2 separate regions of the Mus musculus genome follow, and region 1 is linked to region 2. Evidence: chromatin contacts called from public Hi-C data. All regions are on one chromosome and are shown on one strand. The core of a region is the stretch at or near the end of the contact, and the rest is flanking DNA. Distances in the headings are between cores, read along the strand shown. Region 1 has its middle 26 kb from the start of Gm534. Region 2 holds the start of Otx2 (orthodenticle homeobox 2).

The links. A called contact is a pair of places that touch in the nucleus more often than the background predicts.
Region 1: a contact with region 2 is called in a Hi-C map of cerebellar granule neurons, with 2.0 times the contacts expected there. The contact joins the enhancer-like site here to the promoter of Otx2 in region 2. A contact is called at or near these places in 3 of 39 promoter capture datasets (cranial neural crest, hippocampal neurons and second pharyngeal arch cranial neural crest), 7 of 484 Hi-C or Micro-C datasets (brain, cerebellar granule neurons, cerebellum and 2 more), 8 of 115 datasets of contacts at active chromatin or transcription factors (embryonic forebrain, embryonic hindbrain, embryonic limb bud and 3 more) and 4 of 9 other capture datasets (adipose tissue, embryonic stem cells, liver and 1 more).

The regions. Positions count from the first base shown.
Region 1 is chr14:48,906,537-48,909,809 of GRCm38.p6, forward strand. No RefSeq gene overlaps it. Among named protein-coding and RNA genes, the nearest start is that of Gm534, 26 kb to the left of the region's middle. Within about 2 kb of position 1,640, at least 7 of the 459 cell types and tissues checked have an H3K27ac peak or open chromatin away from gene starts, as enhancers often do. A contact at or near this core is called in cerebellar granule neurons and cerebellum, where this site is marked.
Region 2 is chr14:48,666,191-48,669,410 of GRCm38.p6, forward strand. It overlaps Otx2 (orthodenticle homeobox 2), which reads right to left and starts at 1,454. Exons shown (of 5, transcript NM_001286482.1): 1 at 1,238-1,454; 2 at 1,010-1,083. Otx2os1 (orthodenticle homeobox 2 opposite strand 1) reads left to right here and starts at 3,098. Exons shown (of 5, transcript NR_029384.1): 1 at 3,098-3,206.

The DNA.
Region 1 (3,273 bases), core at 390-2,889, 240 kb after region 2:
TCAGCTCCTAGCTTTCTTCACTTGGCATTGATCTCCAATCCCATTCACATTACAGGAAATGACAGAGTTTCATTATTTTTATGGTAGAATAGTATTCCATTATGTGGACATTTTCTTCATCTACTCATTGGTTCAAAGGCACTGAGGTCGTTTGCATTTCTTGGTTATTGAGAGTAGTGCTGCATTGAACATGGTTGTGTTGTTATTCCTCTGATATAATTTTCTCTGTATATCTATCTATCTATCTACCTATCTATCTATCTATCTATCTATCTATCTATCTATCTATCTATCTATCCATAAGTAGGATTACTGGATCATTGAATAACTCTCTGTTTTTAATTTTTTAGGAACTTCCCTACTGTTTTCTCTACTGAATATACTAATTTACACTCTCATTGCAGAGTTACCATTAAAAATGGTCATTAGAACAATAAGCACATTCAGCTACTAATATTTGCCTATGCATTATACTGCTGGATACACAGTTGCCCTTCCACACATCTATTACAGTCAAGCTGATCAGAAAGCATTGCTCTGACTCCCAGTTCTCCATGCCTCTGATCCTGTGAGATGGAGGACTTCCATAGCCCTTTTGGCATGGAATGCGCTTAATTCCATTTGTGAATAGAGACAGCAAGCTTGATCCAGGTTTTCATTCAATTAGCACCTGGGTTACACATTGTTTATCTTTATGCTTTCTATTTGAGAAGTATTTTTCTGCCCTTTAAGCAAGCTTTTAAAGCAAATTATTGGCCACTGTACAAGATAAATGCAGGATAGCAAGGAGTTAAGGTACAATTATCCAAATGCATTCCAGCAATCCAAGAGCATCCTGCCCTCCTGATTGCTAAGAAGGAAAAGCAAAATTCCCCCAAATATTTGAATCTCCCAAATAAAAAGAGCAAGATTGAGAGCGAGGACCAGACTGGGAAACAAAAGAGAGAAGGAACCTCCAGGGGGAGGTGGCAGATGGTGTACCAGGTGGACTTTGGCAGTCCACAGAACCGGCCAAACCGACTGGTGGACGAGGCAATTTTTAGCAATGATGGCAGTGTGAGCCAGTGTGTACCAGCCACATGGCCCAGGGCCAGCCATCACTCCCAGTGACATTCCAACCAGATACCCAATGCATTCATTGCTGAAGAGGACTGGGGGCTGGGGGGAGGATTGGGGGGGAGGAAGAAGAGGAGAGTGGGCAAGTGGTACAGGGTGGAGCACTCTCCCGGCTCAGATCTAACAGGTTCCAACATGTCTGAACAGGTAACTAGTAAGGTGGCTTAACCTTTGGTCCCTACACACTAGGGACCATTGGCCTCTGAGGAAGATTTGATTTACTCAAAGAAGTAATTAAATCTGGTGGCATACAGCTAATCAAGGTAGCATTCGACCCTCAGAGCTGGAAAAATTCTTTCTCTCCTTTTTTGTAAATGCTCAAACCCTGGGCACTTTATTATGCAAGTTCCTAATTAAAAGAGAAGAAAACGGGATCGGTCCAGTTCCGTCACCTGGAGTAATGCATCACGTTCCTAGCCTAATAAAAGGTTGCAGGGTTGAGAAGATGCTGTCCTCTGTACCACATATCACCAGGCTCTGCGGCGAGCGAGCCAGGAGTCGCTGCGTCCTTTACCTCTCTGCTGACTGAACTGTCACACTGCATCGTTGCTGCTAAACTGCACAGAAGGTATTTCTAATCTCATAACGGTGACTGAAAGGGCTGAAGGACACAAATTAAGTCTCGGAGCAGTACAGCTGACTGAGGAGGGAAGGTCAGTCAGTTGACTCTTCCCACAATTCCCTGAACAAGGCAATTATTCATGAAGGAAATTTCAAATTATTTTCATTAGACTTCTGTTTTACCAATCTAACCAAAGTGATTAATTAAGGATTAAAATATTTACTCTGCACATGCTGCCTTGGCTGAGCCCTAGCATATTTAAGCTTTGTGCTAAAAGGGTCAGCTGTTTCCAGTATTGTTTGGAATTCATTTCCTATTTTCTCTGCGAAAGGGCACCGACATGCATGTCTACACCACACTTAGGGTCTCTCCAGGCACAAACTGGAGTAGCAGAAGGAGGCTCTAGAGTTCCCACCCTTTGACCCCACATTTCTTCCTTGTTAGAATCACTTTGCATCAATGGCCTTAGATTTTTTTCTCTATCCATGTTAATAGAGCAAGGTATCCAGGATGCCCTGGGGTTGGGGAACACAACAGCACCCCTAATCTGTAACATTCCGTCGACTAGCAGGAAGAATACTGTTACACTCGCCATGGCATCTGTCTGGGAAGGAGACTGCAAGAATAGGGGTTGTTTTTTGAGCTTTTAGAGAAGTTCTCAGAACCCTAAGATCCCGTAGAACAAATTATAACAACTATGGCCATCCACAGAGGGTGGTTCAAACAGGACACCCAAGCCCCACTTGTTTCAGGGTGCCTGTCTGGGTTGGCCCAGGTATATGAGCTTGAGCTTAGTGCCATTCCAGTGACACTGTACACGGGACACTGGTGAGATACCACTCGTTTCTTCTGCCCTGCAGGGGGATTGCTAAGAGTAAAAAGGAAGTGGGAAATTGTTTGCTTATATTACCCTCAGATGCTCCATGGGGGAAATGGATCCCCGAGGATTCTACGGTTGCATCCCCTGAGGCTTGGAGGCTTGTGGAGAAAAAAAAATGGTTAGACAGTTTTTTTTTTCCATTCTGCTTCCTGACAATCACAGTCCTATGGCTCCCTATAAGCCTCTAGAGACAGTGTGTAGGACTAAACCAGTTCACCGCTCTAGAGGAGGAGGTAGCAGATACAGAGGGAAACCATAGATGAGTAGACAAGACCCCTATCCTTGTCATGCATGCACAGTTGAACACTAAGTCCAAATGTGTTCCCAGGGAGAGGCTGAACTCAAAAGGGTGGCATGGTGAAGAACTACTCTCAGAAGTAAAAGCGTCAGGGTCAGCATCACTGGTATGCCAAGCATGACGAACGTCCAGCGGGGAGCGTTCTGGACTGGTGGGAGGGAGGTATTTATTGACAGGAGATCATTGGTTTGAGCCGAGAATTGGGGCCGTGAGCCAGGTTGGCTGGAACCCAAGGAGACAGCTGGTATGGAGACGTGGACATGCCGGCAGGTACAGCAGCTCGGCTCTGGAGTTTGTCTAGGAATAATAATAACAATGGCAGTAATTCATGGAGGGCGGTCCATGAGCCAGATACTGCGTGGACAGCATCTTACTTCTCCTTATTCCCTTTCTTCTCATGAGAACCCCGTGTCCATT
Region 2 (3,220 bases), core at 204-2,703:
CGATGCTACCCCAGACACAAAACAACTAAGAACTCGAAGTCCTTCCTAGGGAGGGACTCCGGGGTCTCTGACCAGGAGCATCCAGGCGCCCACCCTCAGGTCTGGCTGTCCCAGTTGCGCGCAGAGGCTGAGGCGCGCGTGCCCTGAACCACACTAGCCACAGTCGCCTTTAAAACCTGTCCAACTAGCGGCCTCGGCCTGGCGATCTGGCCCAGAAGCCCCGACTTTCAGTGTACAGTTCTGGGGCTTGGGGGAGCCGCACCCCTAGGGATGGAGAGGAGGAGAGTTGTAAAAGATTCAAGAGCCCTAGCGGCTTTGAGAAGAGGCGGAGAGCAGAGGGGCATTAAGCTTGGGGAGTGAGGACGAGAAACAGGAGCTGAGGCGGCGCGGGAGTAACAAGACGCCAGCGCTGTCGCCTCCTCGGTTATCCGCTCCGATTTCGGCTCCCGTTGCAAACCGAGGAGTCTAGAGGCAGCCCGAGGCCCCCGCCGATAATGGAGAGCCGGCCTTCGGGAGCTCCGTCTTTCGGAAGCGTCCACCTTATTATCTTTGTTTTAATTTACCAACCTAGGTACATTACACAAGCATTATTTTGTCATGGATTCTAAAATACGCCCTTGGAACCAAACCTAAGGACTCCAGCTCAATCTAGGGGCCAAAATGCAAAGCTCGCGAGGAGAAGCCATGAATAGCGTGGGCATAAGAACAAAACCCCTCCCCAACTCCCAGATTAGACTCCTAGGATTTCTGCGACGTTCTTCGGTAGCAGCGACCCCCAGGAGCACGCGCTCTCGCTCCCTCCCACTCCCTCCCTCTTCTACAGATCGTCAAATTTTTTCCTAATGGTCATTATTTCGTCTCAAAATTCTCATTAGAAAAATAAAATACATCGCCCGCCCCCACCCAAGGAAGTTCCACGTCCGCAGAGTTGCACATTGGAGGAGCGGAGGTCACTGCGGACTGGGGGAACACAAAGATATCGCTATAGACAAGACAGACGGACACTTACCTTACAGCCGCATTGGACGTTAGAAAAGAAAAAAAAATCAAATTATCCTTCAAAATTCCAAATAGCCAGCTATCCTAAAAGAAATCAAGAGCATTCAGTTAAAAACCTTGTAGTCTTCACCTTTCCATAAAAAGTCAAACATAACCAGAAAAAAAAAACAATTAAAAGAAAACATAAAATGAAGTGGCCAGAGTTGTAAACAGGCTTGTGTCCGTCTACGATACATACAAAGTAGAGGTGGCGACTGAGCTCCTCTAGCGATTTTTATTTTTTAGTAACAGTGGAGGCTGAGTTGGAGCTGAGGAAGGTTCCGCTCTCAGGGAGATTTGCTGAGAAAGCGCCTCTCTGGCAACTTTTTGACGCAAACTCTCCAACCAATGGCAGGGAGAGAATGATTGACACATCTAAGCCAGAGGGAAAATAATAAAAACACACAACAGGGGGAGGAAAACAGGCCGCTGCTGCACGGGGGGAAGAGCAGGCAACAAATCCAGGCCTCCGACACTACCAGAACGTTCTTTAAAACACTGGGCTACGCTTAAAATATACATTATGGGCCCAAGCATGTGAACTAATTGTATAATTAAAATGATGGACAGGAAGGCCTCCCTCTTCGGTCTTTTCTTCTTCCTTTATACTCCTTCTTATCCTCCTTTTCTTTTTTGTTTTTATTTTAGAGAAAGGATACCAAACAACATAAAGCAGGAAAATATTTAAGTCAAAGCTAGGGGAAGGAGGGAGGGGGTAGTACCCCGTTTTCGATTTCCAACGCTAGCAAAGAATGTGTGGGTCAGAGGCAGAACTCAAACCCAGGCACAGGCTTAAAAACAGGGCTATGTTCTCTTGAAGAGGACCAGACGGCGCTGAGGGAAAAATGGGTGAAGATGAACAAGAGTGGAACTGAGCTGTGAACATGCAGTGTAGGCAGAGAGTCACGCAGCTATGGACTGTCTGAAAACTCCAGCGTCCTCACTGGCTGTTCTTTTACCCCTTAGAATAACCCTTGGTCTCTGGAGTTCTGGCTTTCCAGGCATGTTTTTTCAATTTGATAAGCATAGAGCAAGATACAAAAGAAAACGTGAGCTCCCAAATCTACCGCCAAGGCAGATTTCCGGCCAAGGGAGGGGATACCTCAAATCTCTCCAGCTGAGTATGAGGTGACAAAAAGCCCCCAGTAGAAACAGTTTGTGCTTAAGAACAAACGCCTGGTACTTCAGGCCTGGGAGTTACTAGGGATGGAGGCGCCCTACTCAGAGGCCGAAACTCGGGAGCTGGGATGCTGCAGGGTCAACCAACTCAACTTCTTCTGGTCCAGACTGGTTTTTTTTTTTTTTTTTTTTTAAACAAGAATCAGAGTTTTCTAGAAAAGCAGAAACACGCTGGACAGAATATTAGGGGACGGGGCGGGGGGAGGTGAGGGGCAAACGCTACTGCTGAGTGTGTGAATGGAGGCTGGGAGGGGGAGGGGGGGGGAGGATAGCTTTCCCCTCACAACTCCCAATGCAGAAGGAAAAACAAAACAAAACGAAAAAACCCACCCCTCCCTCACTACCTCAGTCACCGCCACCACTGCTAGTGGGCCCAAAGAAACAGCTCGTTGCCTTTAATTTGGGGACCTATGTTAATGAAGTTGGTAATTAATTCGTCGCTTTGTTGTCGGTTCTTATACTGTATGTGTAATCAAATGTGGCCGTCCTTGGGATTTACAGCAATTAGCGAATTACGGGAGTGCGCACGAGGCTGCAAGTTCTCGGCAGCCCGGCTGGGCTCGGCTCCGGCCTAAGGCTGGGCACTCCGCTGCCGCTGCAGACTTGCAGGTGTGTCCTAAGAGCCTTGGGGTCCTGGAGGCTCCGCGAACCCTCGAGCTCCTCCGGGCTTGCCCAGTTCTTCCTGGCTCCTTCGTAGCTGTTCCAGTCCTAAGGAAACTCCTGGCTGTCGCGTTCCCCAGAGCCACGACTTTGTGGGGCCTAGGCTAGGGGGGAGGGTGAGTACGGATCTTTCCTTGTTACCCCGCCCCCACTGTGCAGAAACACCTGGCGACTGTCCCTAAGGCCTTTCATTTAGGAGAGGTAAACAAATGTCCCAGGCAGTTGTCCCGCGTGGCCCGGGCTGTGGGAAGCAGGTCCTGGCTCTTGGTCCGAGCCATCGTGCTTTGTATGATGGAAAGGCAAATCCACGCGAATCTCTTGAAAAAGAGGTTGTTTCCCACCC